Regions from separate parts of the Mus musculus genome. Here regions 1, 2, 3, 4, 5 and 6 are each linked to region 7. The links are chromatin contacts, called in public Hi-C and promoter capture Hi-C maps. All regions are on one chromosome and are shown on one strand. Each heading gives the region's core, a stretch centred on a gene start, on an enhancer-like site or on the middle of the called end of the contact. The rest is flanking DNA. Distances are from core to core; before and after follow the strand shown. Region 1 holds the start of Slc25a47 (solute carrier family 25, member 47). Region 2 overlaps Gm33682 (a long non-coding RNA gene). Region 3 overlaps Gm40572 (a long non-coding RNA gene). Region 4 holds the start of Wdr25 (WD repeat domain 25). Region 5 overlaps Yy1 (YY1 transcription factor). Region 6 holds the start of Yy1 (YY1 transcription factor). Region 7 holds the start of Ppp2r5c (protein phosphatase 2, regulatory subunit B', gamma).

What was found. Promoter capture Hi-C pulls out the DNA fragments that hold promoters and counts their contacts. A called contact is a pair of places that touch in the nucleus more often than the background predicts.
Region 1: a promoter capture Hi-C map of liver shows a contact between it and region 7, with 3 times the contacts expected there. The contact joins the promoter of Slc25a47 here to the promoter of Ppp2r5c in region 7. A contact is called at or near these places in 6 of 39 promoter capture datasets (3T3-L1-derived adipocytes, cranial neural crest, hippocampal neurons and 2 more) and 4 of 115 datasets of contacts at active chromatin or transcription factors (astrocytes, embryonic forebrain, embryonic hindbrain and 1 more).
Region 2: a promoter capture Hi-C map of pre-B cells shows a contact between it and region 7, with 6 times the contacts expected there. The contact joins the enhancer-like site here to the promoter of Ppp2r5c in region 7. A contact is called at or near these places in 5 of 39 promoter capture datasets (3T3-L1-derived adipocytes, embryonic stem cells, hippocampal neurons and 2 more), 1 of 484 Hi-C or Micro-C datasets (B cells) and 3 of 115 datasets of contacts at active chromatin or transcription factors (acute myeloid leukemia, astrocytes and large pre-B cells).
Region 3: a promoter capture Hi-C map of liver shows a contact between it and region 7, with 7 times the contacts expected there. The contact joins the enhancer-like site here to the promoter of Ppp2r5c in region 7. A contact is called at or near these places in 5 of 39 promoter capture datasets (cranial neural crest, hippocampal neurons, liver and 1 more) and 1 of 115 datasets of contacts at active chromatin or transcription factors (pancreatic cancer cells).
Region 4: a Hi-C map of B cells shows a contact between it and region 7, with 9 read pairs. The contact joins the promoter of Wdr25 here to the promoter of Ppp2r5c in region 7. A contact is called at or near these places in 7 of 39 promoter capture datasets (the 3T3-L1 cell line, 3T3-L1-derived adipocytes, cranial neural crest and 3 more), 1 of 484 Hi-C or Micro-C datasets (B cells), 6 of 115 datasets of contacts at active chromatin or transcription factors (astrocytes, embryonic forebrain, embryonic limb bud and 3 more) and 2 of 9 other capture datasets (adipose tissue and liver).
Region 5: a promoter capture Hi-C map of embryonic stem cells shows a contact between it and region 7, with 4 times the contacts expected there. The contact joins the enhancer-like site here to the promoter of Ppp2r5c in region 7. A contact is called at or near these places in 8 of 39 promoter capture datasets (the 3T3-L1 cell line, 3T3-L1-derived adipocytes, cranial neural crest and 4 more) and 1 of 115 datasets of contacts at active chromatin or transcription factors (astrocytes).
Region 6: a promoter capture Hi-C map of hippocampal neurons shows a contact between it and region 7, with 10 times the contacts expected there. The contact joins the promoter of Yy1 here to the promoter of Ppp2r5c in region 7. A contact is called at or near these places in 14 of 39 promoter capture datasets (the 3T3-L1 cell line, 3T3-L1-derived adipocytes, the C10 cell line and 7 more), 1 of 484 Hi-C or Micro-C datasets (erythroblasts), 10 of 115 datasets of contacts at active chromatin or transcription factors (astrocytes, cardiomyocytes, embryonic forebrain and 7 more) and 2 of 9 other capture datasets (adipose tissue and liver).

Annotation. Positions count from the first base shown.
Region 1 is chr12:108,849,575-108,853,420 of GRCm38.p6, reverse strand. It overlaps Slc25a47 (solute carrier family 25, member 47), which reads right to left and starts at 2,292. Exons shown (of 6, transcript NM_001012310.2): 1 at 2,214-2,292; 2 at 29-72. The coding sequence starts at 2,241.
Region 2 is chr12:108,759,815-108,763,656 of GRCm38.p6, reverse strand. It overlaps Gm33682 (a long non-coding RNA gene), which reads left to right. Exons shown (of 2, transcript XR_381914.3): 1 at 1-896; 2 at 1,580-1,926. Among named protein-coding and RNA genes, the nearest start is that of Gm33628, 3.5 kb to the right of the region's middle. Within about 2 kb of position 2,291, at least 63 of the 459 cell types and tissues checked have an H3K27ac peak or open chromatin away from gene starts, as enhancers often do. A contact at or near this core is called in B cells, acute myeloid leukemia and pre-B cells, where this site is marked.
Region 3 is chr12:108,704,059-108,708,027 of GRCm38.p6, reverse strand. The region is part of intron 3 of Gm40572 (a long non-coding RNA gene); the gene reads left to right. Among named protein-coding and RNA genes, the nearest start is that of Degs2, 3.7 kb to the right of the region's middle. Within about 2 kb of position 2,312, at least 3 of the 459 cell types and tissues checked have an H3K27ac peak or open chromatin away from gene starts, as enhancers often do. A contact at or near this core is called in liver, where this site is marked.
Region 4 is chr12:108,892,247-108,896,040 of GRCm38.p6, reverse strand. Wdr25 (WD repeat domain 25) reads right to left here and starts at 1,769. Exons shown (of 7, transcript NM_177602.3): 1 at 1,728-1,769. It overlaps Wars (tryptophanyl-tRNA synthetase), which reads left to right and starts at 1,867. Exons shown (of 10, transcript NM_001164314.1): 1 at 1,867-1,972.
Region 5 is chr12:108,808,848-108,812,983 of GRCm38.p6, reverse strand. Yy1 (YY1 transcription factor) reads right to left here. Exons shown (of 5, transcript NM_009537.4): 3 at 5-65. Among named protein-coding and RNA genes, the nearest start is that of Yy1, 18 kb to the right of the region's middle. Within about 2 kb of position 1,638, at least 33 of the 459 cell types and tissues checked have an H3K27ac peak or open chromatin away from gene starts, as enhancers often do. A contact at or near this core is called in astrocytes and embryonic stem cells, where this site is marked.
Region 6 is chr12:108,791,420-108,795,353 of GRCm38.p6, reverse strand. It overlaps Yy1 (YY1 transcription factor), which reads right to left and starts at 2,057. Exons shown (of 5, transcript NM_009537.4): 1 at 1,263-2,057. The coding sequence starts at 1,941.
Region 7 is chr12:110,444,527-110,448,508 of GRCm38.p6, reverse strand. Ppp2r5c (protein phosphatase 2, regulatory subunit B', gamma) reads right to left here and starts at 1,285. Exons shown (of 16, transcript NM_001373949.1): 1 at 1,124-1,285; 2 at 472-537. The coding sequence starts at 1,150.

The sequences.
Region 1 (3,846 bases), core at 1,043-3,542, 1.6 Mb after region 7:
CTAAGCCAAGGCAGGGCCTTTGCTGTACCTTCACTGTATCCAGAGGGTAGCCCACAGCAACACCGCAGACTCCTGCAAGGCAATGAGAGGGACCCATGAAGCAGCAGGAGGTGGCCCTGTCAGCAGTGAGAGCCTATCCCAAGGAACGGAGGAGGTAGCCTCAGGTAAGCCCCTCTCCCCCACCTCCAGCTGACCCTGCCTGGGCTCCTCCTCTCTACATCCTTTGTTTTGCAGGTGAGTAACTGTGGCTCAGGATGCACCTACCAAGCTCGCTAGACACTCCCTACCCTGGCCCAACAGTGGCTATTCCCAATGGCCATGCCAAGGACAGACATTCCTCCGCCTCCCCTCTGACATCACATTTTGGGAGAACACCTGGCTCCGCTCTGGCTAACCCTGTCTCTGAGCCACGTAAACTTTGCCCTCAAGCCTCAGTGTTTGTGTGGAAGATGGGGGCAGACACCCCCACATCCCAGGGTTCGGGGAGAGGCACATGCTGAACACAGGTCAAGGCGGCAGCCCAGACCCCTGCCCTGGACGTTGCCTGGAACTGAAGGTGAGTGTGGGACAGTGTGCACCGCTGCTGTGGTGGCATAAACCCCCCCCCCCAAGAGGCCCACGTGTGAGAGGTGGCAGAGCCTGCGGGAGGTCTTTAAGCCACTGGGGGTCATGTCTCAGGAGATTACACAATTGCAACTCCTTGCCATCTGGCTCTCTGTACAACAAAACTGCCTACCATTGCCCTCTAAGCACCCACACAGACCCAGGCAGTGGGCCGCCTGGTGGTCAGAGCCTCGGGCCTGCCACTAAGTAACCATTCCCTGGTCTGAGTGGGTTGGTTACCTGAGGACAGTGGACACAGCTGCTAACTCGTCTTGCAGAGAGGCTGATAATGCCAACCCTGGCTTTGGACCAGGAGATCTACGATGCCTTCCTTGCCCCTCTGCTACTTCTAGAACCAGGGCCTCCATAATACAGCCAGCACAACCTTTGAAGAAACTCAGGGGCCAGTGAAGTGCTTGGGCTTTCTACCCCAGGGTAAAGATCCTAAGGATATTTAATCCTAGCACTTGGGAGGCAGAGACAGGCGGATTTCTGAGTTCAAGGACAGCCTGGTCTACAGAGTGAGTTCCAGGACAGCCAAGACTATACAGAGAAACCCTGTCTCGAAAAAAAAACAAAAACAAAAGATCCTAAGGATGGCAAGACCCATGGGCTAGCAGAAGAGGGAGTTCCTAGGGGCAGGATATAAAGCAAGTGCCTGACAGGAGGCTCCGATACATCTCTTAAACACTTTACCAACTCCTATCCACCCTCAAAGCCATCCTCTCTTAGGCCTCCTTTCTGTGCCTCCGCCCAGAAACATGCTGATCAGGGTCTGCGTCCCATGGCCTTGTTGCTAGGCCCCATATTCCATGGCCTCCTCTAGATCTAGAGTTCTTCAAGGACAGGCTTGGGTCCAAGTCCCTAGGACCGGGGACCCAGGCCCAGCACAGAGCAAGGATTCTCCTGACTAGGACCTTTCCTGTGGCTATAAGGAGGATGTGGCTTCCATGTGACTTCCTGTGACACCAACACTCAGGGGAGCAGCCAGCCTCAGGATGGTGTAGGTCAAGACCCTGGCAGCAGAGCCAAGGCCAGGAGCCATCCTCCCTGAAGCTGAAGCTGGGACTCTCTTTCCTTTCTAGCCCCCAGGCTGTTCCCAGCAGTGAGAAACAGCCACCCACAGCTATCTATTTCACAATAGCTGCAGGGCCAAGGGTGCCTCACTCAAAGTAGCCTCACAGCCTGAGGATCAATGGTGCTCACAGGGAGTCCAGCAGGCAGCCACCTCTGAGGGAGACAGTTTCAGCCGCAGGGGAGCTAGATGTTAGCAGTAGGCCTCAGTGGGCCAGAGAACCATCCGGCTGGGCCTGCTTGACATCTAGCCCCTGCTCCCTGCGAACAGAACTCCTGGGTACACAATTCTTCCCTGGAACCTTCTGTCTCTCCCCAGGACTCCAGCCATCTCAGCCCACAGGGTCAAGTTCCTGCTCCCAAGCCAGGAATCTCTAGACTGGCTCAGCCTCCTGCCTGATCTTCAAGGCTATGTGGTCCGTGCCCATGGATCTGCTCAAACCCTGACTGCACAGGGCTGCCACACACATACACACACACAAGCACACCACCCCAACCCTCCCCAGCCCCTGCGCCCCTCTATCCAAGTCTTATACCTCCAATGGCCCCAGCAACAAAATCCATGGACAGCACAGAAAATGAGAAGGTTTCCGGTGTTACTGCCAATGCCACACTGGCCGGCTCCTACAAATCCTGCAGATCTTAAATACCTGTGAGCAGAGGCGGAGCTAGGGCTGTTTAACAGGCTATTTTGATGCCCACACTCACATGCCCCACAAGGTTCGGGGTGCCAATGACCCGAGCATCGGGAAAGCATGTGAGAGGTCATGGGAGGTAGCCAGCTCCCAGACCTAAGTCTGCCTCTATCCCCAGACTCAGATTAGGCCGGGCTTCCTACTGCTTATGGTGATGGCATAAACAGTGGTCCCTTCGGAGATGTACCCCACTTTACATGTCACCTCCAGCCCTAAAAGGGAGGGAAAGCAAAAGCCTGTTCTCATCATGGAACCACCAAAACCCCAAAGGGGACTTGCCTGAGGCAGGCACTACCTAAGAGCCAATCTATTTGATGGCGGCCAGCCGATGCAGAAAGTGCAGCCTTGTCTCTATGGCTACGGCTGCTAGTTCAGTTCAGGGGCTCAAAGACGCAGGCTGCAGCCCTACAGGGGGCCTTCGAGCCAGAGAGCTGCCAAATGAAGGGAAGGGGCATGCTGACATGGGGCATTCTGCAGTTCTGTCTGAATGACCCTCAGGGCAGGGCATCAGGAGGCCACGTGTCCACCTGTTTTTCTGTTCTCCGTAGGCTGGCCTTGAACAGGCTGGTTTCAAACTAGGGATGACCCCTCGCCCTGACAGTTTGTCTATGTTTAGACAAGTCGTCAGTGCTGGCTGCCACGGCAGAGGGCAGAGGGCAGAAGAGGCCAGAAAGCATCCTGTCCAAGGCCAACCTCGATGTCCATCCTGGCCTGTGCAGGGGCATGGCTCAGCATCTGGTTGGAAGTTGACACTGCCATCTGGCTTTGTGACATCTGGCTTTGTGACAAGATCTTTGAGCTCCCTATAACCTCTGCTTCTGCACCCACAAAATCTGTGCACACACAGAGCAAGCTCCAGCTGGGTTCCTGCAGAATCGCCAGCCAAATTCATTAACAGAAGGTCGAGAGGGAGACGATGGGTTGTCGCTCTAGAGAGGAAGCTGAGCCAGATGTTACACTCAAGAAGCTAGGACCTCGGATAATGAGGGAACCTAAAACACACTATCCACCTAAGAGGACCGAGCCCCTTCAGTCCCATATTGCCAATGGTTAGGGCATCCACCCCAACAGTAGGGCCCAAGACCCCAGTTTACCCCAGACACCTTTCTCTCTCTGCCGATCTTGGTGTCTGTCCTCCATGATCTCAGTCAGGTCCAGCTGCCACTGTCCACCGACACTCCTCTAACTGTGTCATTGTTCTTGGACAGCAGCCCACCTGTCCAGGCTCCTGATGCATGCAACTAACACATGCCAGGTACCAAAGCGTAGGACTCCTCAGTAAACACAACAACCTAGTCTCTGTCCTAGAGACCTGATGTGCTGGAAGTGAAACAGAGAGCCCTTGACAGCCAGGAAAAGCCCAGAGGTGATTGCAAGGACTGGTGTGGGTCAGCAGCTGCTCCCAGCTGAACCCAGCAGCTGCTTGTCGAAGCATAGCAGCTATGACAACCCACAGGAGACTCTCAAAAGAGTG
Region 2 (3,842 bases), core at 1,042-3,541, 1.7 Mb after region 7:
GGCGCAGGAGAAACAGTCCCAGATGTGGCGCGGCGGGGAGACCAGTTCAGCTGTGGCCTCATAGAACAATAGGCCAGGTCACTTCCCCCAAGACTTCCCCAGCCCCGAGAACAGCAGTCTAAGAGAGCGCACCACTGCAGTGCACAGGTACACACACTGCACGGGAGCCCACAGAAGTGGGAAGTGGGAGAGGTTGCAGCTGGCTGGCTGGGGCCCAGCTACAAGGACCGGCATGTTGCTTTCCAAAGAGCATTTCCAGGGTCCCTTCATGGAAAGAGCCTCTGTGGACAGCAAGATAATGGAGGGTGTAGACCACAGAAGGAAGCTACCTGATTAAGGATGATAAGGGGTGAAGCAGGAGTTGCTTTCATGTGGGAGGGACAGAAGCCCACTGGAGGAGGGGACACAGTGCAAATATTGCTAAGTGAACCTAGTAGCCTAGTAGGACAGCCCCAGTTCAGTAGGACAACCCCTGGAGCACCTAACCATGGTAGAGACCTGCAAAACCAGGAAGTGGGTGGCAGGCCTCTTCTACCTACTGCATGGTTCATGGGAGAGCACGGCAGAGCTAGCTTCCTGAAGCAGTCCTGAGCAGGGCCTCTTGCTTCTCCCTGCCTGCTTGGGTGGGAAAGGTTGCATGTACATGAAGAGATGGGTCAATAAGGCTGCCTTGGGCCTAAAGACAAAGGCACAGTAAGAACTGAGCCCTGGCAACCTGGCTTGGGTACCAAAATGGGATGCAGAAAGCTTTGGTGTTCCATGGAGGGTGGGTGAAAGGCATTGTAGGTCCCCTAAACCTGGCCATGAGATAACGTCCCAGTGGCTTCCCCCAGTACCCTGGGAGGAAGGCAGATCGGAACAGAACTGATTAACAGCTGTCTGGAAGGAAACCAAAGGTGAGTGGACATTCTCCCAACATTCCAATACACAACTTCCCTAAAGCCTCAGCAACTGATACTATTTCTTCTTGTTCTTCTTCTTGTTCTTCTTCTTGTTCTTCTTCTTGTTCTTGTTCTTCTTCTTCTTGCTCTTGTTCTTCTTGTTCTTCTTCTTGTTCTTGTTCTTGTTGTTGTTGTTGTTCTTCTTCTTGTTCTTCTTCTTTTTGTTCTTGTTCTTGTTCTTCTTGTTCTTTTTCTTGTTCTTCTTCTTGTTCTTCTTCTTGTTCTTCTCCTTCTCCTTCTCCTTCTCCTCCTTCTTCTCCTCCTTCTTCTCCTCCCTCTCCCTCTCCCTCTCCCTCTCCTCCCTCTCCCTCTCCCTCTCCCTCTCCCTCTCCCTCTCCCTCTCCCTCTCCCTCTCCCTCTCCCTCTCCCTCTCCCTCTCCCTCTCCCTCTCCCTCTCCCTCTCCCTCTCCCTCTCCTTCTTCTTCTTCTTCTTCTTCTTTTTTGGTTTTTGGTTTTTGGCTTTTTCAAGACAGGGTTTCTCTGTATAGCCCTGGCTGTCCTGGAACTCACTCTGTAGACCAGGCTGGCCTTGAATTCAGAAATCCGCCTGCCTCTGCCTCCCAAGTGCTGGGATTAAAGGCATGCGCCACCACCACCCAGCTTCTGATAGTATTTCTTAAAGATGTGTTTTTTATCAGGGGGCTCTGATGGCCCTCAGCACCTCGTCTGCTCTCCCCACCCCAATGCTACCCAGAGAAGGAGAGAGAAGAAGCTGCCCATTGGAGGAAGCCCCTGAAGGAGGCCCTTCCCTGGCCTCGGGGCCTGGAACAACAGGGGAAAATCAGATCAATGAAGGTTTGATTGATGACCACAGGATGGAGAAGCCAGAGGGGACCACACAGTGCCCAGACACTCCCAGGGGAAGGTGTTCACCTCCAGTCTGTTTTTCTGTTGTCAGGGGCACACTCAGGTGTTTTCTGCTTTGCAGATATTGTCTGCCCCTGGCCTTAAAAAATAAAAAAATATGTGTATTTATTATTTTTAATTCTCTCTCTTTCGTGTGTGTGTGTGTGTGTGTGTGTGTGTGTGTGTGTGTGTGCGGATGCTCAAGAGCTACAGGTGGTTGTGAGCCACCTAATGTGTGTGCTGGGAATGGAACTTGGGTCTTTGGACAGAACAGCAAGTTCTTTTAAACAGAGTCTTCTTGCCAGCCCAAAATAACCTTCTTAGCATGAGTGGTTCCAGTCCCAGCCTCTGGTCCTATTTCTCTTTTATCCTGTCCACCAGGAAGCTGCATGCCAACGTCACATTCACTTCCTCCCTTCGTTGACATTTGTACAGGAAATGCTGCTTGCATTTGTGACTCCTCCCTTCCCCCTCTTTCTTGCAGAGGAACTCAGGGCCTTCCACAGGCTGGGCCAGGGCTCTGTCAGCTTTGTCATAGCTACCGTAAGTCTTCTGGGGGTGAGACAGTCTTGGGAACACTCTCACTTGTTTTTTTCTGAGACGAGGTCTAAGTAGACCAGGCTGGCCTCACAGACATCCATCTGTCCTGCCTTCTGAGTGTTAGATTAAAGGTGTGTGTCACCACACCCTGCCTGATAGATTGCCTTAGAAGTCATGTGTGTTATGTAGGTATGTATGTGTGCAAGGACTGAGGTTTCAGACAGTGGCTTCTAAATCATTACAGCCTGGCCCAAATTCATCTTTAACCAAAATAGAAACCATCAAAACCAACATGTTTTTGCCAGCAAGAGCTATGTTTTACCCTATATACAGTACAAGGATCCCTGCTTTGGACCTGTTTCTCCTGGACTCTGGAGACCGTCATCCGCACCCTGATGGGGGTGGACGCGTTTCCTAACAATAAGCTGTTGAGATGTTTCGGGGAGTTGTTTGTTGACAGGTCAGGTGAGGTTGGTTCTGAAAGGTGGCTTGTACAATGTGCAGATAAACATTGTCACGGGGTCCTGGGTTCTTCCTGTTGGTCAATGCTGGCTGTGGACACTGGTCTCGTGGGTTTGCTGAGGTGTGCAAACACAAGTTTGACTCAGAGCTGCCTGCAACTCCAGTTCCAGTGGATTCAGCGCCCTCTTCTGCCCTCCTCAGGCTTCTGCAACCACATGTGTGCATGAATGCATGCCTGAAAACTCAGCCCCAGTGTACTTAAAATTGTATATGTATATGTATATGTATGTGTATATGTATGTGCATATATATGTGTTAATCCTTTCAGCAGCTGTCACGGGTGCCTTTGGTGGGGTACACTAGCACTCTGCAAAGTGCTCTTATTATCTTCAAGGTCATTTCTTCCTTCCAAGAGGCCGGGAGGAACAGGAAGGGACAATACAGGTTCCAGCGTTTGGATTCCCCTGTGAGGACCAGGCAGGGAGTCAAGTGTGCTGGGATGGAGGTTTAACAGCCGAACCCTTATCTTATCCTTATGTCAAACATGGAGTCAAGAAAGGACTGGGCGATTTAAGATGCTTGCAGGCAAAGAGGGCCAGGCAGGGGGGCTGACTTCAGACCCTTAGCATCCACATCAAAACCAGGCAAGGTGGGGTAGCTCCATTGCTGGAGGGGAGGGGAGGGGATGAGACAGACAGACAGACAGATCCAGGAGGCTTACTGACCCGCCTGCCGGTCTAGCTGAGAAGGTTCAGGAGGAGATCCCATCTGCAAACAAACAAGGTGCAGAGTGATGGAAAAAGACACTCAGCACTGATCTCTGCTCTTCTCCCGCGCACATGTGTATATGCAGCATGTGCGTCTGTACACACATGTAAACATGTATGCAACTATACATGCAGGTCCATACAAAAATAAAATTGTGTACCTGAGCCCAGCATTGTGGCACAAGCCTGTAATCCCCGGTGCCCTGGAGGCTAAGGAAGGAGGGTCACAAGTGCAAGCCAGTTTGGTTTGCATAGCAAGGCCTTATCTCAAAAACAGAAAAATGTG
Region 3 (3,969 bases), core at 1,063-3,562, 1.7 Mb after region 7:
ATATTGAACCAGATGATTCCCTAATTATGGATATCATATTTATTTATGACTTGGCAACTGGGGACTCTTCATAAAGTCAAAGGGAGTCCACCAACATTTGCCTGTTGGCTTCTATTGCAAACACTTTCCCTATATGCCGAATAAATATTCTCCCTTTGAGAGCAAATCTGGACACTTTACAAGACATGGAGAACGTACTACTCAGCCATTGCTAACCACCCTATGGTTGTAAGGATGCTCCTTACAATGGTGGATTATGCAGTCCTTCCCAGGTCTTCCCATGGAAGGAAAGTATTACAGTGGAACTGGTACCTATTTGAATTCCTTTGTGACCAGGACATGGTAGCAAAGGGGTCTGTGCCTTCCCACACTGAGGGAAGTTCAGTTGTCTGTAACTCCTATCCCTAAACCACTCATGGTGGCCTATAGACTGGGGGATGGAATGGCCAATGCTGAGGGAGGACCACAGAATTAGTGCAGCACTGGCTATAAGACAAACAACTAGGAAAGCCAAGCCAACTAACTATCTTCTCCAACTCATGCTGCACGTGCAATAGGATAGCAGTCATATGGTCCTCAAAATGGGAAACCACTAACTAGCAGATAAATGGCAAAGCTATCTGGCCCTGGGAGGTACGAATGGGAGGGATAAAACCTAGGAAAACCTAGCAAAGGCATCAGGTTTTATGTGGCTCCTACAGACAAGACAGACAAAATGGCTGAAAACAATAAAATAGTGGACAAATCACATCATGTTTAATTAAGACTAGAATATTAAAACTTGCCAAGGAACAAGGTCAGAATAAACCAGCAAGGATGATAGATTACACATGTGAAAAACTTGAATGTTTACCCATCACTTACTAAAAAGTAAGGGGAGCCGGGCGTGGTGGCGCACGCCTTTAATCCCAGCACTCGGGAGGCAGAGGCAGGCAGATTTCCGAGTTCGAAGACAGCCTGGTCTACAAAGTGAGTTCCAGGACAGCCAGGGCTGCACAGAGAAACCCTGTCTCAAAAAACCAAACAAAACCAACCAACCAAACAAACAAACAAATTGGAAATGCAGAACTGAACAAAACCCATTCAACCCTGTGAATGTGACTATTATAAGGAGTTCATAGCCACCTTTAATCCCAGCACTTGGGAAGCACACATCTTTAATCCCAATACTTAGAGAGGCAGAGGCAGGCACATAATAAGAATTGCAGTGATTTAAATTTAAAAGCTGCTTGTGAAAGAAAGGCAGGCTGAAATTCGAAGTGAATGTCCTTTGTGATCTGAAAATAGAAACAGGCTTTTCTTCTATTTATATATAAAGAGAAATAGGAATGTAGGCATACTTATCCACACATACTAAGGTATAGTTTCCAAAAAGAAATTTTTTAAAAATTTCAATTGAAAGATAATACTGTTTTGTTGCAAAAAAACAAAAAAACAAAACAAAAAAAAAACCAAAAAAAAAAAAAAAAACCAACCACATTTTCCTCTAGGAAATATATAACCTGCCAAAAAAGGGAACCCCCAGAGTTAGGCTTGGGGCAGGATTTCGTTTATGTCTTTCCAAGAGAATAAAAGCATCCAACTAAGGAACCTGGAGACCCCTGGACAGGTGACACATTTGAAGGAAGAGGACATATCAAGAGAAAATGTTCCAAGACGAAGGAAGGGTAAACAGGCCCACCTCCAGGTCTTCTCTGCTGCCCTCTACAGACATAAATGACAAACGGTCTTTATGTGGTCCCAATTCAATCAAAAATTAAAGCTGGCTTTGGGGTTGGAGCTTGGCTCTCCTCCTCTAGGCCCATATGTGCTTGTTAAAGGAAAATCCGATTCTCAGTCTCCTATCAGAAGAACCGCCCGCCCGGTGTGGGACAGAGGAAAACAAAAAATCAGGGAATATTCTATTGCCACTGATCTCATAATCTCTTGGTTTTCATTTGACTTCTCTAAAGCTTTTCTTAAGGTATAAATATTATCTCAAAGTCTATAAGATTATTATGTACATTTGGATTCTGGCAAAGACACCAGTAATCACCCAGAGTACCAACTAATCCTGAAAATAAGCTTCCCCCAGCTTCCTGGACGTGTTTTCAGGTTTGAGTCTGAAACAACTGGGAACAAAGCCCAAGTGCCTTGGATATACTTAACAGATTGTGGCCCTCAACCCTTTCTGAGATCTATAAAATATGGATTTAGAATGTTTATGTTTTCTACCCCTCCTAACAGTAACCTGTGAGGTCTCTGAGTCGATGGCAGGGACCTACAACGATGAATCCACCCGGATTGTGGTGACACTATCCACTCGGCAAACTGCCCTATGCCCTTTCTGCTGCCACGTTCTGTACAAACACTGGACACCTCTGGGTTGTCTGCTGTGTTCTACCTAGTCAGGATTGCCACTAAGGCGACAAATACCACCCAAAGCTCAGCTTTGGACTACAAACTGCTCAGAACATTCTAACTGCTCTGGGTTCATAGGAGATAGACATGAACATTATATAGAACTTTGAACTAAAAAATAATGAATCTTAAGGCTGCCAGATACAATTAAACTGGGCATTGTGGAAAACTTGGCAGAAAAAGCTTCATTGTTGTAAATAGTTTCACTGTATTAGAGTTAAAATCTTTCCTCCTTATTTAGACACAAAGGGATTATGTCACAGTTTATTGGATCACCCCAAGATTGTGTTGTTTACTGAAAAAAACCTGTTTCTACTTGTGGTGTGGCTCAGCCCTGGCACACGCCGTTAATCAGAGACAGGATTAAATAGATTCAACCATAGATCAAGAGGTAGGGCAAGCAACCAGTTGGCAGAGTGTGAACAGAGAGGAAAATCCACAGAGTTAGAGGAAGTCGGGAGGACAGATAGAGAGATGCACAGGAAGTAGAAAGGCGGGATATTGAGTCTGAGGGGTTTTGGAGATGTGTGGAGAAGGAGAACAGGATGTTAGCTGAGGAGGAGGGTCAGCTGGGCGCTTTCTCTGCCCCTCTGAGCTACCAATCTTTCACCCCAGCATCTGGCTCCTGAGTCTTTATTGGTAAAATCAAACGATTGAGATTTTGTTTAAAACATCACTAGTGATGTTTGGCAAGGTGTCTACCCCTGGGGTGCACTGATGACAGCCTCAGTGATTTATTGCTAGTAACACAAGGAACACCCTGGAAAATGACAATGTGAACCACACATATCACAGAACCGCTCAGCTTGGCATTCCCGTCAGCCACTGTGACTCACGGCACATGATTATATAGCGTGCATTTACCTATCAGCTCATACCAGCATCACTTCAGACTGTGAGATGCATGTGTTACCATGGTGCTTGGCCACACAATGCTTTAGCTCCTTTAAAATCTCACAGGATCATTGCTCCATGTGTGCTAAGACGTGCCTCTTGGAGACACCAGAGATACACACGTATATCTGCAAAACACCCCAAACTCTCTTTCTCCTTTGACAGAGTCTCACCCTGGAGCCCATGCTGGCCTCACCCTTGCAATTCTGACTCAGCCTCCTGAGCCCAGGGGTTACAGGAATGTTGCACCATGTCTGGATACCTCAGTCATCTTTGGCCTCAAAAGTTTTCTCCTCTATGAATTGAGGACACCACCTGGTTGCTTTTCTCTGGGCAGGAGGTGTCTCATGCAAAGCTTATGTTTTCTAACCCCTGACCTGGGCCCGACCAGGAGGCAGGTGGTGCCTGGAGGGCAGAACAGGAACCTAGATAGAGGCATCAAGATGGGTGATCAATGTAAGGCAGTACGTTGACCCTGGCAGCTCTCCAGAACAGAGGTTAGGGGCTCGGTCCAGTTACAGGTCTGCTTGTCTCCATTCCTGCCTGCCTGAGATGTGGCTTTCTCATCTGGCCTCAGATCTCTCATTTGGCAACTGGTGGGATGGCGGCTGAGAGTTTGTTTGTTCATTTGCTTGGTTTTGTTTTGTTTTTTGTTTGTTTGTTTGTTTGTTTGTT
Region 4 (3,794 bases), core at 520-3,019, 1.6 Mb after region 7:
CATAGTCTGTCTGTGACCTCTTACAGGTTGAGTTACAAGCAAGTGTGAAATGGCTTGTTACATGGGTGCTGGGATCCAAACTTTGGTCTTCATGATTTCAAAACAAGTGTCTTTAACAGATGAACCTCCCTAGCCCATTACAAGTACTCACTATGTAAGCCAGGCTGGTCTTAGTCCAGTCTTCCTGCCTCAGCCTTCAGAGTGCTGGCATTACAAGTATATATCACCATGTCAGATCACACACTGGGCTCCAAAATTCCACTCAAAGCCTTCCACATCTGTCCCCTAATGGCATTATTTGCCCTAAGAATCCCACTGCCATACAAGTCTGCTCATCATCCAATGCCTGTAGCTATCATTCCTACCAGCAGCTGAATCCAGGCAGGTAACAATGTCCACATTTAGAAACATCTTCGAAAAAGGACTTCTAAAACCAGCTTTCCACTCTCCAACCAAACTAAGATCCCACTAGAGACTAACCACACAGAGATAGACCCATGCTCTGCAAATAATTTGATCTCTACATATTCAGCAGGGAGTTGAGGCCAATCTCCTGGTTCCTCAAATGAAACCCATCTGATTCCCACCACCATACTATATAGAGCTCGGTCACAGCCTGGGTTTTAAGCTACACGGTTATCTGCAGGGTAGACTCACAAAAGAGGCCTATAGCAGATCTGAGGACAGTGTGGCTCATCAGCTCCACAGGGGATAGAAAATGAACGACAGCAAGGGACTGGACACCAGATGCACCACACATAGATTTCATTCTCTCACTCAACATCTGCCACAGTAGGCAAAACAGTAAATGATGTCCTTCATTCATCACACTCCCAAGCCATAGAAAGACAAAAACATCCCTGACTCGTGAGCCAGACGATGTCGTGGACTTGTGAACTCAAAAGGAAAAGGATACAGGGTAGCTGGGCCCAAGACTGCATCTTTTTCTGGAGCTGAGACAGGTCTCAGAGAGACTACACCAGTGTGACGCTCTGAAGAGGTTGAGGGAACTAAGGTGTTCACAATACTGTGACTAAAACAGAACCAATACCAATGAAGAGGAGTCAAGGGTGAGTCAAGAAAACATATATGAAGGGAGACGGCTGAGAGAGATGCACACCGTTTAGGAGATGATGGTAGCCATCTTGTACCCAAGTCCAAAAAATGCCATGAGAAAGGGGGGGGGGGGGAGGTGAAACCAAGAGGAAGAGGCTAAATGGGGGAAAAAGAGGACTGAGGACTGAAGTCGAATACTGAAAAGCTAAAGGGAGCACGGATACATGGGGCAGGGTGTCCTGTGTGCTTAGCTCACTGTCCAAGAAGCCTCAATCTGGATGAATTTGCAGACAGCAAGGTGATGGGGCAGGGAACTGGGAAAGTTAAAGACAGAATTTTCCCGTTCAACACACGGGTCCTAGTTTCCTACTCTGTGTTAGGCACTATGATAGATCTGATGTGGGTAGAAATTCACACGGATCTTGCCCCAGAGGCCATGGATACAGGATGGGAAACAAAAAACAGACACGGGTTTTGAAGGATGAGTAAGTTAGCCAAGCTGTCAACACTAATGGGTAAAGAGTTCAGAGCACAGCACTCTAGGAATGAACGGGAAGAACAGGAAGGCAAGCGGCGAGCTGAGCCCGGCGCTAAGAAGCGAGAAGCATGCGGCCGCCACATCCCGGCCCCCTCCCTCCCGGGCCCGCCGCTCACCACACACACACACACACGGAAGCTCTTGGTCCACCCCTACAACGGTCCGGCCAGCACTCGGGCCGCCCAGTCGCGTTCCACCACGACGCCAGCAATTTCAGCCAATCGGAGATGGTCTCTGCCCTCCTCTGCCTGGACAGCCAATAGCGGCATGCCGAGACCGGAAGTTATTCCAGCCGGCTGGTGTTTCCACGGACGCCCAAGAGGTACCGGTGGCTGAACTTGGGGGTGCTGACTGGTGGGGCCGAAGTGGGGGCCGCCGGTAAGTGAGGAGGGGGTGGTCACTGCGCCGGGAGCGAGGGAGGGATGCCGAGGTGGCGCCGGGGCCTTCGGTTGACGCCCCGGCGCCGCGCCCCGAGGATCCAGCTCGGAACCGGGCTGTCTGTTCTCTGGGCACCTGTACCACGAGGGACCGGGAGGCTGCGGCGGCGCCGCCCACCCAGCCTGTCATCGTTTCCCACCGCCTGGGCTTTGCCCTGTAGGATCTCTTTGCCCTGTACGAAGTGTTTGTAAAGCCCCTGGTGCCCGTTTCACAGATGAGGAATCCTAAAGAGAAGCAGAGAAGGAACGCTACTTGCCCACGGTTTTATGATAGCACACCAAGCTCTATGTCCAACATTAAAAGCCTATCTTTCCGCTGCAGTGCACAACTTCAGAGCAAGGCTGCTTCGGGAAGGCAGTGATGTACAAAGCGATATGCCCGTCCTATTTGTCGCTACACTACACACAATTGCAATGATGCTGTGGGGGCGGGAAAGGAAGAGGGTGGGGAGGTCATATGGCGGTCAACCTGAAGAAAGGGACAGCTGATGCAATGCAATGACAAGTAGCTCCGGGCTCTTGAGAGTTTGGTTGGCCTCAGCCGCCTCCTCCCACGGCCCAAGTAGCTAGCCAGTGGCTGGACTTGCTCTTGAAGAAAGCTGGGCAAATGGCTCAAATGCTTTTGGGAACCTGAGTGATTTCTAGGAAACCCCTCAGTAAGTGAAACTGAAAGGGTGTGGCAAAGCAGATAAGAAAAACAATAGTCTCTTCTAAAAAAAAAAGAAAAAAAAAAAGAAACAAACAAAGAAACTGAAAGGGGAAGAGGAGAGTATTAAAGACCTCCACCCTGGCTGGGCAGTCTCATATGTTCAGCTGTCCAGCTTGAGCACCCTTGGACTACACAGCCAGGGTACGTATTGCCTTCTCTGCTAGGCTAGCAGCGTGTTTTCTGTTGTTGCAGTGGTTTGGTTTGGGTCACCTACCTCATATGAGAGCATTGAAGACTTGAGGAGGGTGTGTGTCTGGATTGGGATGTTGTGCATGTATTTCATCTAGTTGACTCAGGTTCAGGTGATGCCCTGGTTTTGAGTAGATGTGGTGGGTGCCCAGTGACCTGTTTGCATTCAGAGCTTGCCCTTCAGCATCTTCAAAGCTCCGGTTGATCTGGCCTCCTTAAGTGGTCAGTGTCTGAATACGTTGACATTCTTATTGTGACAACAGAGTCTGTAATGTCTGTCTTTGTAAATTAGTGTCTTTCTCTTTTAAGGTAGTATTCATAGGGCTCGGCTTGTAGTTCAACTGTTAAAAGGCTAACTTGGCATGTTCCAGGCTCTGGGTTCAATCTCCAATGCCTTTAGTTGGGAAAATAACCTTTCATTAACTAGACCACCATCATCTATCCCCAAGTTTTGTCTTCTGCGATCATGTCAATCTGCAACTATTGTTATCTACTCTTTGAGACTACAGTTCCAAGGTATCTAGAAAGTTTCCTAGGCCACCTTCTTTCCAAGCTGCCCCTAAAATCGTGTTGCTTTCTTCCCTCAGGCTGCAGAGACTGTGTGTCTTCCCTGTGATGGTTTCCTTATGGTCTAAATCCTTCTCTTTCCTATATGCTCACAGATAATGGGCCCCCTTTCTTTACAAGACTACTGTGTCATCTAGAACAGTGCTATTTTTCCAAATGAGCCATAGATTAAAAGGCCTGCAAAGGAGAGTTACGGGTGGAGGAGCCTTTGTAGGCTTCTCGTCAGAGGCCTGCTGTGAGTGCTCTGGAATAGGCGGTTTGACTTCTTACAATCCCAGTGCTTTTGTTACAGGGGATA
Region 5 (4,136 bases), core at 389-2,888, 1.6 Mb after region 7:
TTACTTTATGAGGGCAAGCTATTGTTCTTGGAGCATCATCTTCTTTAATTTTTCTTGGCTTCATTCTTATTGAAAAAAAAAGAGAGAGAGAAAGAGAGAGAGAGAGAGAGAAAGAGACAGATTTGTAGGAGTGGGTCACACTCAGTAAGCATAAATCAAATCGTCCCTGAGGTTTTCCCTTGTAGCACCAACACTAAGCTCCTGGTGTTCCCCTTCTACAACGGAGAAAGGACCAAGCTGCCCAGACTGCTCAACTGCGAGCTCTCTTCTAGCTTCTAAGTAAAAGTGCTGGTGCTTGGAAAGCCTGCCTCGCTCGCTGCCTCTGGCAAAGCTGGTATGGCTTGGAACTGCACCACCAGCACCATTATCATATATGACTCAAACACCTCCTCGTCCCACTTACCCCTGTTAAATAAAAACTAACAACCCCACAAAGATCATCAGCCCTGACAACTGCACATTAATTATTTTGTTGGGGTAAGGCAACAAAAATCAGCTGCTCAAAAATATATAACATCTTAAAAAAACACAGTAACAAACAACCACACACATACAAAATGGGCCCACATCATACAGACACAAACCATCTTTGGGAAATATTAATTTTGGAAGTACACATTATACTTTTATACAGAGTCATTTATACCCATGTAATAAAAACTCTCAAAGGAAACCACAAACGGGCACTGGCTACTACTACTGGCTGATGGACAGGCAGAATTGCCTTGTTTGTTTTTTTCAAGACAGGGTTTCTCTGTGTAGCCCTGGCTGCCTTTAAACTCCCTCTTTCAACCAGGCTGTCCTTGAACTCAAAGAGATCTGCAGGCCTCCACTTCCCAAGTGCTGGGATCAAACAGGTGCACTGACACTGAGCGGAAGGCATCTCCTGCTGGTGTTTTGGTGGTTAGAGGGAGATGACAGTTTTTATAGGATGTTTCATTTTACTTTGTTTTTGAGACAGGGTTTTGTCACCACCGCTAGTTTTATTTCTGGTTGTAGCTTGTCAACTGAGAACCAGTCTATCTTCTACTTCCTCCAGCAACCTTGGTCTTTCTGAAAGATTTCTTTCCTAGCATTCCTTACAAACTTGCGTATGATCAAGGAGCAAGAAAACTGTGCTCTAGAAAACTATGATTTAATTTAATTTAATTTCAAAAACATCTTTGTAGCCCTAGTTGGACTGCCTCACACTCCTGCATGAAGCTTGCTGGCTAAACTGTAACTAAGCCAATGGTCCCTCTTAGCAACAATGTACCAAAAATGACTTATGACATCTCTCAGTAGGTTACTCTGTCCACCCAAACCCAGGACAGAGTATCTGGATCCTCCTTACACTGCCAAGCTAGCAACCTCCCATGTCTAAAAACAGGGAGAACTTCTACAATGCCTGATGACCAATCTCTTCCCAATTCCAACCCTGCAGACACACTTTAGATTACTAGTATTCCAGTTAGCAAGCATTACTTAAGTGTCTGCTGTTTACAGGTTTTTAACGAGCCTGTTGTTCTCAAAAGCCTGTCTCTACTTATAATTCATACTAGTCTCTTACATGTCAGTGAGTTTGAAGTTTGGGGTTCAGTTCAGAGTAGCAGGAAGCAACTGGTGCTACTGCACCACCTAGAGGTCAGATCAGCATGAATCAGCAGCAATTCATGAATGCTTCTATTTCTTTCAAATCTTTTTCCTCCCTCCCGAAGACAGTGTTTCTATGTGACATTGCCCTGGCCATCCTGGAACTTGCTCTGTAGACCAGGCTGCCCTGGCACTCAGAGAGCCTCCTGTCCTGTCTCTCTGCCTCATGAGTGCTGGGATTAAAAGCATATGCCACCACTGCTCAGCTTTCTTTCCAGTCTTAATAAGATGTCTTTGAAATAGGTTCTTACCATATACCCCATACTAGCCCTGAACTTGCGATCTTATTTCCATATGCTAAGTGCTGGTGACAGATCTATGTGGCCACTCCCAAACTAGTTATCATTTTAGAAATTGTGTGCTAATATTCAGTATTAATTTTAGAACGAAAATTTACCAGGCATTTGGGCAAACCTAAGACTTCATCAATGGAAGACACAACTGTCCATAACAAGATTGGCTCTTCTCTCAGAAGCTACGCAAAAGAAAAATGAAGGGGTCATTCCCACCCCACCCCAGCATCAAGAAACACTGCTTGCGTTTCTCTCATTGACTGGGATACTTTACAGACCCAGACACGATGAGGACAAATGACAAGATGGATATATGACTTGGAGTTGACTTCTACTATCTTTATGACCTTGAGCAAATCACTAACTTCTCAGCCTCGGTTTCTTACTCTGTAAGCAGGCACGACCCTTCTTTTATCAGAGCTGCAAGGAGTCCAAGACAGCACACCAGACCCCTGAGCAATGAGTTACTATCATCACTGGTCATATGGTTAGAAATGAAACTCATCCTTTTGCTTCTTTGATCTTTGAGAGAGGGTCCAAACCAAGTATCGCAGATTGGCCAGGAGCCTGACAACCGTGTGGCTCGGCCTCTGGCATGATAAGGAAGAACTGTAAGCGCCAACTACCTACCACACTCAATAAACTGAATTCATTCTTTAAAATTGTATTATTTATGCTTAACAACCCGTAAGGTTCTGATATTCTAAATTATCTTTCAACCAAAAAACCCTAAGATACTGAAAGGAAAAAGACAAGCATAAAGCCACCCTCAACAGCTTTTTACTCTACTTGCTACTCAGTTTTATTAAACTGGAGGGCATGTTGAAAGACACGCTGCTTAAACTGACATTACCTCCAACTCATCCTGTCACATGTGGAAGGAGCACCACCACAAAGACTGAACTCCACAAGTCACATCTGCAGCATCTTCCCAACAGTTTTAGCAGAGCCCTGGATGTAGCAAAGATGAGTCTTCTGGCAGTAAGCTAGGAAGTACAAGTCTCCCCAGTACAATAAACTTAGAACCAGGATGTAGGACCTCAGCTGCTGAGACAGTCCATTATCACTCAGCTATCATCTGCCAGCATCAAGGTCTCATTATGGAGCCCAGGGTGGCCTTGAACTGGCAATCCTTCTGCCTCGGCCTCTCAAGTGCTGGAATTACAGGTAGTTGTTCACTTACCACACCCAGCAGCCTACAGGATATCACAGTCCAGCTTTAAGGAAATATACAATAAAGAACTGCCTAGCTAAAATTAGGAGACATAAATTACTCACCAGGCCCTAGTCTCTGAACACAGTTTTTCAAAAACAGACAACTCAGTAAAATACCCCCACCTCCCCTCTGTGGTCCCACCTCAAAACTCAGAACCCTTGTTTTCAGGGGTGGTGTCAGGTCAAGACAGGCTTTCACTGTGTCTAGCTATCCTGGAAACCCCTCAGAAGACCAGGCTGGCCTCAAACTCACAGGGAACCTCTGTCCCCTGACAGCTGGAATTACTGGCATGAGCCACCACCACCTGATATTATTATTATTATTTTTTGAGACAGCACTCATGTATCCCAGGTCCAGCTTCAAACACACTATGCAGCTAAGGTTGACTATGTGCCTCTCCTGAGCACTACTGGATAGACACACAGCACTTGACTTACATGTAAGCCTAGGGTTTCCTGCATACAAGACAAGCACTTCTGAAAACCAAGCAATCCGACCCTCCAGCTTTAAAGACAGAACTTCCAAATAAAATTCATTACTTTTTTTTCTTTTTAAACTTATGTCTATGTTAAGCAGTCTAAACAGAGGGTGGCAGTTTAAGACATTCTTGTCTTCAAGTCTAGGCCAGCACACCCATACTGCCAAGGATAGAACAGAGAGAAACATATGAACTCTCAGGCATAAGCTAAGACCTCGGGGCTCAAGCGTTGCTCTTCAATCACAGGACAAAGTCAGGCCTGAATAAGCTTTGCCATAACTGGTAGAGATCATATGGTCTGATCCACAACAGTGAAACATGGTGCCTCTACTTGATATTTTATTGTGGGAATCCCAGTCAAAGGCCCCTGAAGACCCCACTCCAAGACAATACAGTCTCACAATATGGAGATTTGAAAACAGCAAGGCATACAGGTTCTGGCATTTCTCTACCACCAATAAAGTCCATGTAGGTCAACATGATCTTTAAGGGATCTAATTCTACATGGGACTGGAGT
Region 6 (3,934 bases), core at 808-3,307, 1.7 Mb after region 7:
ACAGCGCCCTGAGCACTTCCTATTAGATTTCTATAGGACGCTCTTCTCCTTCCTGAACCACAGACCCATCAAGCTTACGTCACTTGGATACTACCATAGATTAGCTTTTCATCTATTTCACTCGTTTCCCAAAATTTTAACATTTTAATAAACTACACATCAAGGCTCAAGTTATGCTTTCAAATTCATCAAATTTAATCACTAGGGCTACATGAACTAGGTATGGTGAGATTATTCTGTCTAGTAGTAGTTTCTTAACAATAAAGCTGACTAGCTTGTTAACACAGTACTAGGATAAAGTGAACAGTCAACAACAGCCTTTCCAGGGCTCTACCTTGAGTTTACTCATGCGGGGAAGGAACTCTTCGGTGCCCTACACAGGCTTCCTGACTTTCGCTAAAAGGCGTATTAAATCAGTAAAACAAATTATCCACTTTTTTTATTCTTTTCGTGGGGGAAAACAAGACCAGAGATACTGATAACTAAGCGATTTTTATTAGTTTGTTGGCAAATATCCTAAGCTGTGTAAACCAGCCCAGTCTGTCTGCATAGGGCCCACGACTTAAAAAACAAAATTCACAACGCGTAAAGGCCGCTGAAATGCTGTGGCTCTTCCTTCCCCTAACTCCCGTTCTAGGTCGATCAGGCGAGGAGCGCGTTGGCAGCGCGGGTGACAGGTTCCAACGGCCGCCGAACCCGCACACGAGCGCCCTACGTGCCACCCAAGTCCCGCCCCGCAGCGGCGACGGCCTGGGCCAGCGTGACCGCGGGGCAGCTGCGGCGGGGCTATGCGCCGCCCGCTCCGGGAAGGGCTTCGGGGAGACGCTTCGCGTCCGAGGGGGCCGAGCTGAGCGGAGCCGAGCGGGGCGGGGCCCCGACAGCCCCCGGGGGACGGCGGGGGAGCGGCGCGCGTCCGCCCTGCGCCACGGCCCTGTCAACGCCCGGCGGGTGGTCCGGCGCGGGGCGGCGCCCTCAACCGGCCCCGCCGCACGTCCGTTGGCTCGGGCGTGGAGGGGCGCTGGCCCCTCCCTCCCCGCCCGCCGCCCCAGCCCGCTTCCGCTCGCACAAACTACGCCATTGCGGCCTAGCCGGGCGCCGCCCCTCCCCCGCGCCGCCATCTTCGCGGCCCGCCGCCCCCGCCATCTTTTGGGGCCGCCATACTTGCCCGGGCGGAGAAGATGGCGGCGCCCATCACACACATAAAACATGGCTTCCCTTCAAAACAAAAACATCCCGAGCGGCGGCGCGCCGCCTGCACTCACCCGAGGACCACATGGTGACCGAGAACTCGCCCTCCAGGGTCTTGATCTGCACCTGCTTCTGCTCCCACTTCTTATTCCCCGGGTCGGCGCCGCCGCCGCCCGCCGCGCCGGCCCCGCCGCCCAGGTAACTCTTCTTGCCGCTCTTCTTGCCGCCGCCCTTCTTCACGCGACCGCCGCCCGACGAGGCCCCGCCGCCGCTCTTGCCGGCCGCCGCCACGGTGACCAGCGTCTGCTCTATGTAGTCGTCGTCGCCGCCGGCCGGCGCGGGCACCGGGATGAGGATCTGGTCCTCGAAGCCGTCCTCGGCGCGCAGCCCGTCCGAGTCGTCCCCGCCGACCACCTCCTCGCGCGTCTGCACCAGGATCACCTCCTGGTGGTGGTGCACTTGGGTCGGGTCGTCCGTCACCAGCGGCTGCAGCGCGATCATGGGCGGGTGGTGGTGGTGGTGGTGGTGGTGGTGATGGTGGTGGCCGGCGTGCCCGTGGCCGCCCCCGCCGCCGCCGTGGTCGCCGCCGCCGCCGTCCTCGTCGTCGTCGTCCTCCTCCTCCTCCTCGCCCACCACCGTGGTCTCGATGGTCTCCACCGGGATGGTCTCCACCTCGATCTCATGCAGCTCCACGATCTCGGCCGGCATCTCCGAGCCGTCCGTGGCGATGTAGAGGGTGTCGCCCGAGGCCATGGCTGAGGGCTCCGCCGCCACGGCCGCCGCGGCAGGCGGCCTCGGCTCCTGGGCTGCGGGAGGGAGGGCGGGCGGGCGAGGAGGCGGCCGGCCGTGGGGAAGGAAGGCAGAGGGAGGAAGGCAGCGGGCGGGCGGGGGGAGAGGGGGCGGGCGGCGGGGGAAGGGGCGGGCGCGGCGGCCGCGGGGCTTCCCCGCCTCCCGAGATCGGTGCGCCCCGCGCTGGCTCGCTCGCTCGCTCGGCCGCTGCCTGTCCTGCTTCCCCGCCTGCCTTCGCCTCGCCTCGGCTGCCTGCCCTGGCTGTGGCCGCGCCTCCTCCCGCCCTCCGGGCCGGCGTTACGCTGCCCCCTGCCTCCTGCGCCTCCGCCTCCTTCCACACAAATACCAACTCCTCAACCCCGAGCCCAGATCTCGCCGCCGCCGCCGCCGCCACACTCTGCTCCGGCTCGGCCTCGCGAGACTTCCGCGGGGCTCTCGGCCCCGCCCCGTCCCCGATTCCCCACTCGCTGTTCCGGCTCTCGCTCCTCCCTCGCTACCAATCGCAGGGCCCCTCGAGGCGCCGGGGCCCCGCCTACTCCCAACCAGGGTCCTCCCGATTGGGGGGGCCCCCGCTGGGGTAGGGGGCGTGGCGGCCCGCACGCGCGCTGGCTGGCCCCCCCGGCGCGTGACGTCAGCTCCGCGCCGCCGTCGCCTTACGGCGCTCGGCGTCGCGCGAACCCCGGCGTCCGCGGTGCAACAGTGACAAAAGTGCCGCTCCGGGGCCCCAGTCGCTGACAGGAGTGGGGCGTCGGCGCTGCGCCTTACGCCTCGGGAGCCGGCGAACTTTCCGCGCGACCCAGGCGCACGGTAACGAGCTGGGGTGAAGGGGGGCGCGCGCCTGGGGCTGGCGTGCTGCCGGCGGGGCGTGCGACCGGCGGCCGCGTGGCCGCAATAAAGTCTGCTCTGACGAGAAACGCCTGTGCTTGATTTTTGGTTTCCCGTTCGTTTTGCCTTTACTCGTTACTCGGGGTCTCGTGCGGTAGCGGCACGGACGGCGTAGCCGACCGTGTGCTGCCACGGGCTCTTTGGTCGCGTGCCGGTGGGCGGCGCGCGAAGGCGACCGCGGCAAGCGGAAGCGGCGCGCGCAGCCTAGGGTTCACCGTTGGAAGTGTGTCCGTTATTCTTTTATGACCCGCGGAAACCGGAGACCCAGCCGTTGGGTGCCTGTTGGAACGAAGGGTCTGGCTGCTCCTGTCGAGCGACTCCACTATTGTAGCTTTCTGAAAACTCCCTTCTATCTTTGAATAACTTGACACAGGCTTCGCCTATTCCTCGCTCATAAACATTCCTTTTGCCGAAAAGGACTATTTAAAAATATTCCTTTTAAATAGTCTTTGCATTTAGCTCTTTGAAAATTCCATGTCTTTTGTGATTTCCCTATTATAAGTAACAGCTTAGGTTTTCCTTGTTCAAATCATCAAATTGCTTAAGATACATTGTAGTGAAGTGTTTCTTCTGTGCTTCCTTTCGATAGACCAGGTGTGGTTTAAAGCAACATAAAGTTAGATTGCCTTTTTTTTTTCCAAGAACCGAAAATTTGAGCCAAGTGTATCTTATTTGTTTCTTAGATTTAACGGTCAGCTTCATCTGTTGAATATTCTGGATTACTTTTATCTACCGGAGTTGTTAGTGTTGAGGCAGGAGAGTATTCTAAATGCATTACATGCATCTTAGGCCAAACTTAAACAGTTGGGCATCTTATAATTTTAAACATACTTAGCAAGGTGTCCTTGTGCAGGTTTTTAATCTTTGGAGAGGGAGGTAAGTCAGGAGTTTAAAGCCAGCCTTGGCTACGTGTATAGTTTTCTGAAATACCTCGTTTCTAGGTTAACTACATAGCCCCCTCTATCCCAAAACTTTCTTCTGCTCCTGATTCCTAGGTTTGAAGATACACATTTGTGCTACAACATCTTACCTTGAATCCCTTAATCTCGGCATGAAGACAAATGATTATTGA
Region 7 (3,982 bases), core at 36-2,535:
CCAAAGAGGATGGAGGAGCTTGTGGGAAAGGAAATAGAAGACTGTTTAAAAAAAAAAAAAAAAGTACCCAAATTAGAGCCACCAAAACACATCCACACTTAGTTGAAAAGGACCAGACATCAGCAGAAGAGAAGCTTGCCCAGGACACCAGTTCGAGGCTGCAGCAAGGAAAGCAAGGACCGTGGAAGTCACTGAGAGAGCCAGAGACACAGAAAAGGAACGAGGGGGCAGACCCTAAAGCTAGAGACTCCATTTAAGACCAGTTCACTGGGAGGGCTTGAGCTCTGTTAGAAGCCACAAAACTGTTTTTAAAATGTCAGTTTCGCTGTGCACACTTTAATAAAAGAGTGGGGGGGGGGATAAGTAACTCATAAGAAAAGACTTCAGAAACACTTTGGTTTGTAGAGCCTCCGTGTTAGACCCTAGATTAAAGGCTGATCAAGAATAACAATGAGCTTGTCCAGAGGTTACCTCTGTTTCTGCTGTATCTTGTCCTTCTTTTGGACCTTTTCCACTTTTCACCGGTTTTGGTGGTTCCTGGGAATCATCACAAAACAAAAACAAAAAAACAAAAACAAACAACAACAAAAAACCATTAGTGTTCTCAATATTTGGACCGCTAAGCATCAGCTCAAATGCAGTTTCTAAATTGATACATATCACTGAGAGCTTCTGATGGCTTTAATATGTCAGCAGCAAACTACATCATATTGAGTATATTCACAATACCAGCAGCCTTCAAATTCCGTTTCTCTTCATGTCTGTGTTGGGGGGCGGGGGAGGGAGGTGAAAACTCCAGGTAGGGACACGTAACCCCAGCTCTCGGCCCATCCCTTTCTCCCCTCCCACCCTTAAACCTCACAAGTGAGGGTTTCTGGGGCGAGTCCGGAACGCTCCAGCACCCCAGCCCCCGCCACGCAGAGCACTGCACGGAGCATCAGCCGCCACCCAGAGCGACCGCGGCACCTCAGCGCCACCTCAGAGCCTGAGCGGCCTCCCCAGCTCCATGCAATCCTGCCAGCGCCCTGGGCCCGCCCGCGAGCCTGGACGACCTGCCGCCCCGCCCCTACCCGCCGACGCGGGGACCCCAGACCCGGTCCCGGAGCCCCCGGCCCCGACTCACTTTCTCCTTCTTGTTTTTATTCGGCATGGCTGGTGCGGGCCGCCGCCGCCGCCCCTGCCTCCGCCCGCCGCCACTGCCGCTGCAGCAGCAGAAGCGCCCCCGGCCCGGCCGTCGCGCCGCCCCGGCCGCCGCCGCCGCCGCTGCAGCCGCCGCCCGGGGACTGAGTCGCTCGTCCGCTCTCGCTTCCCCTTTTCCAGGCTCCCAGAGGCTGCGGCAGCCGCGGCGGCGGCGGCGGCGGCGGCAGCGGCGGCGGCGTCTCTCCGCCCCTCTCCCGGCAGGCCCCGCCCCCGCCCCAGGCCCCGCCCCGCGCCGGCCCCACGCTGCCCTCTCCCCGCCTCGCCGCCCTCAACGACGCCACGCCATTGGCCGACACGGCCCCACGTGCCCTAACGCTCCGCAGCGTCGCCCCGCCCACTGCGCGGCCTGTCCCCACCCCCTCGGTGCGGACCGGCTCGTGTGCCGGGCTGTGAAGGTTTTGGTGGAGCCATCAGGGAGGGAGCTACTGGGGAGAGGGAGGCGTGTGCGGACAACGGAGGTGATAAAGTCACGGCCGCTGAGCCGGGACGGGGAGGAGAGCAAAGGACAGTGAGGAGCGGGAATGCACATGTGAGATGTATGGCGACTATTCTGTAGCCTTCCAGGCACGAAAAACTCTACCCCATAAGCCTGGTAGCGGTGACGCTCGTGCAGTGCGGAGGAGACCCGGGACCGCGCGAGCGGCGGTTTCCTTGGGCCATTAGGCCCCGCCCACGAAGGCAATGCTGCTGGCTCCGGGGTACGCTCCGCCCACCGCACGCCTCAGAGGCGGGGCTCGCCTCAGCCCCGCCTATAGAGTCCACGCCTCTCCTTTCGTCCCCGCCCACGCGAGCAAAGGAACTCTCCCCAGAGCAGACTCTGCCCACGGCGGTCCAAGTGTAGACTGCCTAGTTCCCCTGTGGTCCTGCACGCCGAAATTTCTCTGTTCCAGACTCACCCGCAAGGCAACCGGCTTCCCCAATGTAGGCACCGCCCACCTTACGTCTTAGGGATTGGATCCACCTAGGCCGAGCCCATCAGCTGCTCACTCTGAGACTCTACCTGCACACTGCCACCCATCGCCCCGGCCCACCAGGGAGGTAGTCAGATCAGTGTAGGCTTTTTTTCCGAGCCCATTACGTCTGAGCAGCCCTGCGTCTTTGTTATTCTTTAATTACCAGTGGTCGTTAGCCTGTGAGAAAACTGCATGAAGACCAGGGATCACTTGATTCTCTCACTTCTCTAGTAGCTCTTTATGAGGGAAGAAGCTAATTCGCTACTTATACAGTCCTGTTTTTGGAGTTGTCAGTGTCTGACATCCTATGCTAAGGGGGAGCACTCAGAAGGAAGACTGTAGGAGTGAACTGTTTCGAGTGCAGGAGACTTCAGGCGCTCACTCATGATTTAGGAGGTGCCTTCGTCATAAGCTTTGAGCCTGCTAGACAAACGCTGGAGACTTCAGCTACGTACCCAGGCCAAGGCACTGAAAAATCGATGTATCTTAACCCTTGGTTTTTGTTTGTTTTTGTTTTAACTCTTGTAAATGCCAAGCAAAGCATTTTTGGTTGTTCTCACCCAAGCTCTGTGGGGGTTAAAAAAAGAGAGATTTATCAAAACCCAGAGGTGCTGTAGGAGGTTCTGAGAGTAAGTTGTGTCTGCTGGTGTCTGAATGTTCACCAAAATAAAACTAATCTGCAGATAATCGTGACAGACTGGAATGGGTATTTTTACAGAATGGGTATATGACAGAATCTTAAGTGGATTAATACTTTCCTTGAAACAAATAATTAAAAAAAATACCACGAGTTACTTTGAAATTTTAAAATTAGGCGCTATCAATGTAGTAAGCATGGTACAAATTTAAATCAGGAAAGAGTAAGTAGATCTGAAGTTACTGCGTTTTGGCCATGGAACAAGGAGGAGTCTGGGCTTTCAAGGAAATACGCTGATTTCATGAAATACGCCGGTATCATGGCATGACCCAGGATTGCACATCCTTGATCCATTTGACAGACATTTGCTGGACATCCATGATGTTCAGTACAGCACAAAGAGCCCCTTAGTGAGCAAGGTGTCTGTCTCCCTTGTTCCCTGAGAAGTCACATGCCTGGATGGGAACAAGAAGCCCTGTGCCATCCTGCAGGATGGGTGGCAAGTCCGAAGGAAAGGGGTGGAGATGGTCTAATTCAGGGACAGGATAACGGGAGGTGCAAGATGTTTCCTTGTGGCTGGAGAGGAAAGGGGAAGGACAGTTCCTGAACTAAGGCGAATGGCTTGACGGGAGCTGGGCTGGTCTTTCAGCACAGTGAAGGCTGCAGGAGTATGTGTAGCTGGATGCTGACATGTCCTGGCTGTTGTACAACAGTGTCCATGAGATGGAAACATTCTGTCCTTCAGGGAAGCTCCTTAAACAGGAAAGTAAACAGCACCATAGCTTCAGAAAGTGCCCGAAGCTGACCAGATTCTCTAGGCCCCTCCCTGCTGGATAGCCAATAAAGGCTGAGAGCCTCCCTCAGAGGTAGGAAGCCGGGAAGAAGACTCACACCAGACTAGTTGCCAGGAAGAGGTTTAGACCAACTGAGGCACCTGGAAAGGACACCCTCTCATGAGTTGAGCTACCTGCAGTCTGTGTGGTGTGCTCCAGCTTTGTGAGCCGTCACCGGTGCTGGGATGGGGTTTGGTGGGTGGAGCGACCTTTGAGTCATTTATGCTCCTGTGTGTAACCCCAATAAAACTTAAATGAGTTCACCAAGTTGGACTTTGGTGGTATCTGTACTTTGGTCTGTTATGAGTTTTGGTCTTGGGTAAGTAGGTGTGTGTGTGTGTGTGTGTGTGTGTGTGTGT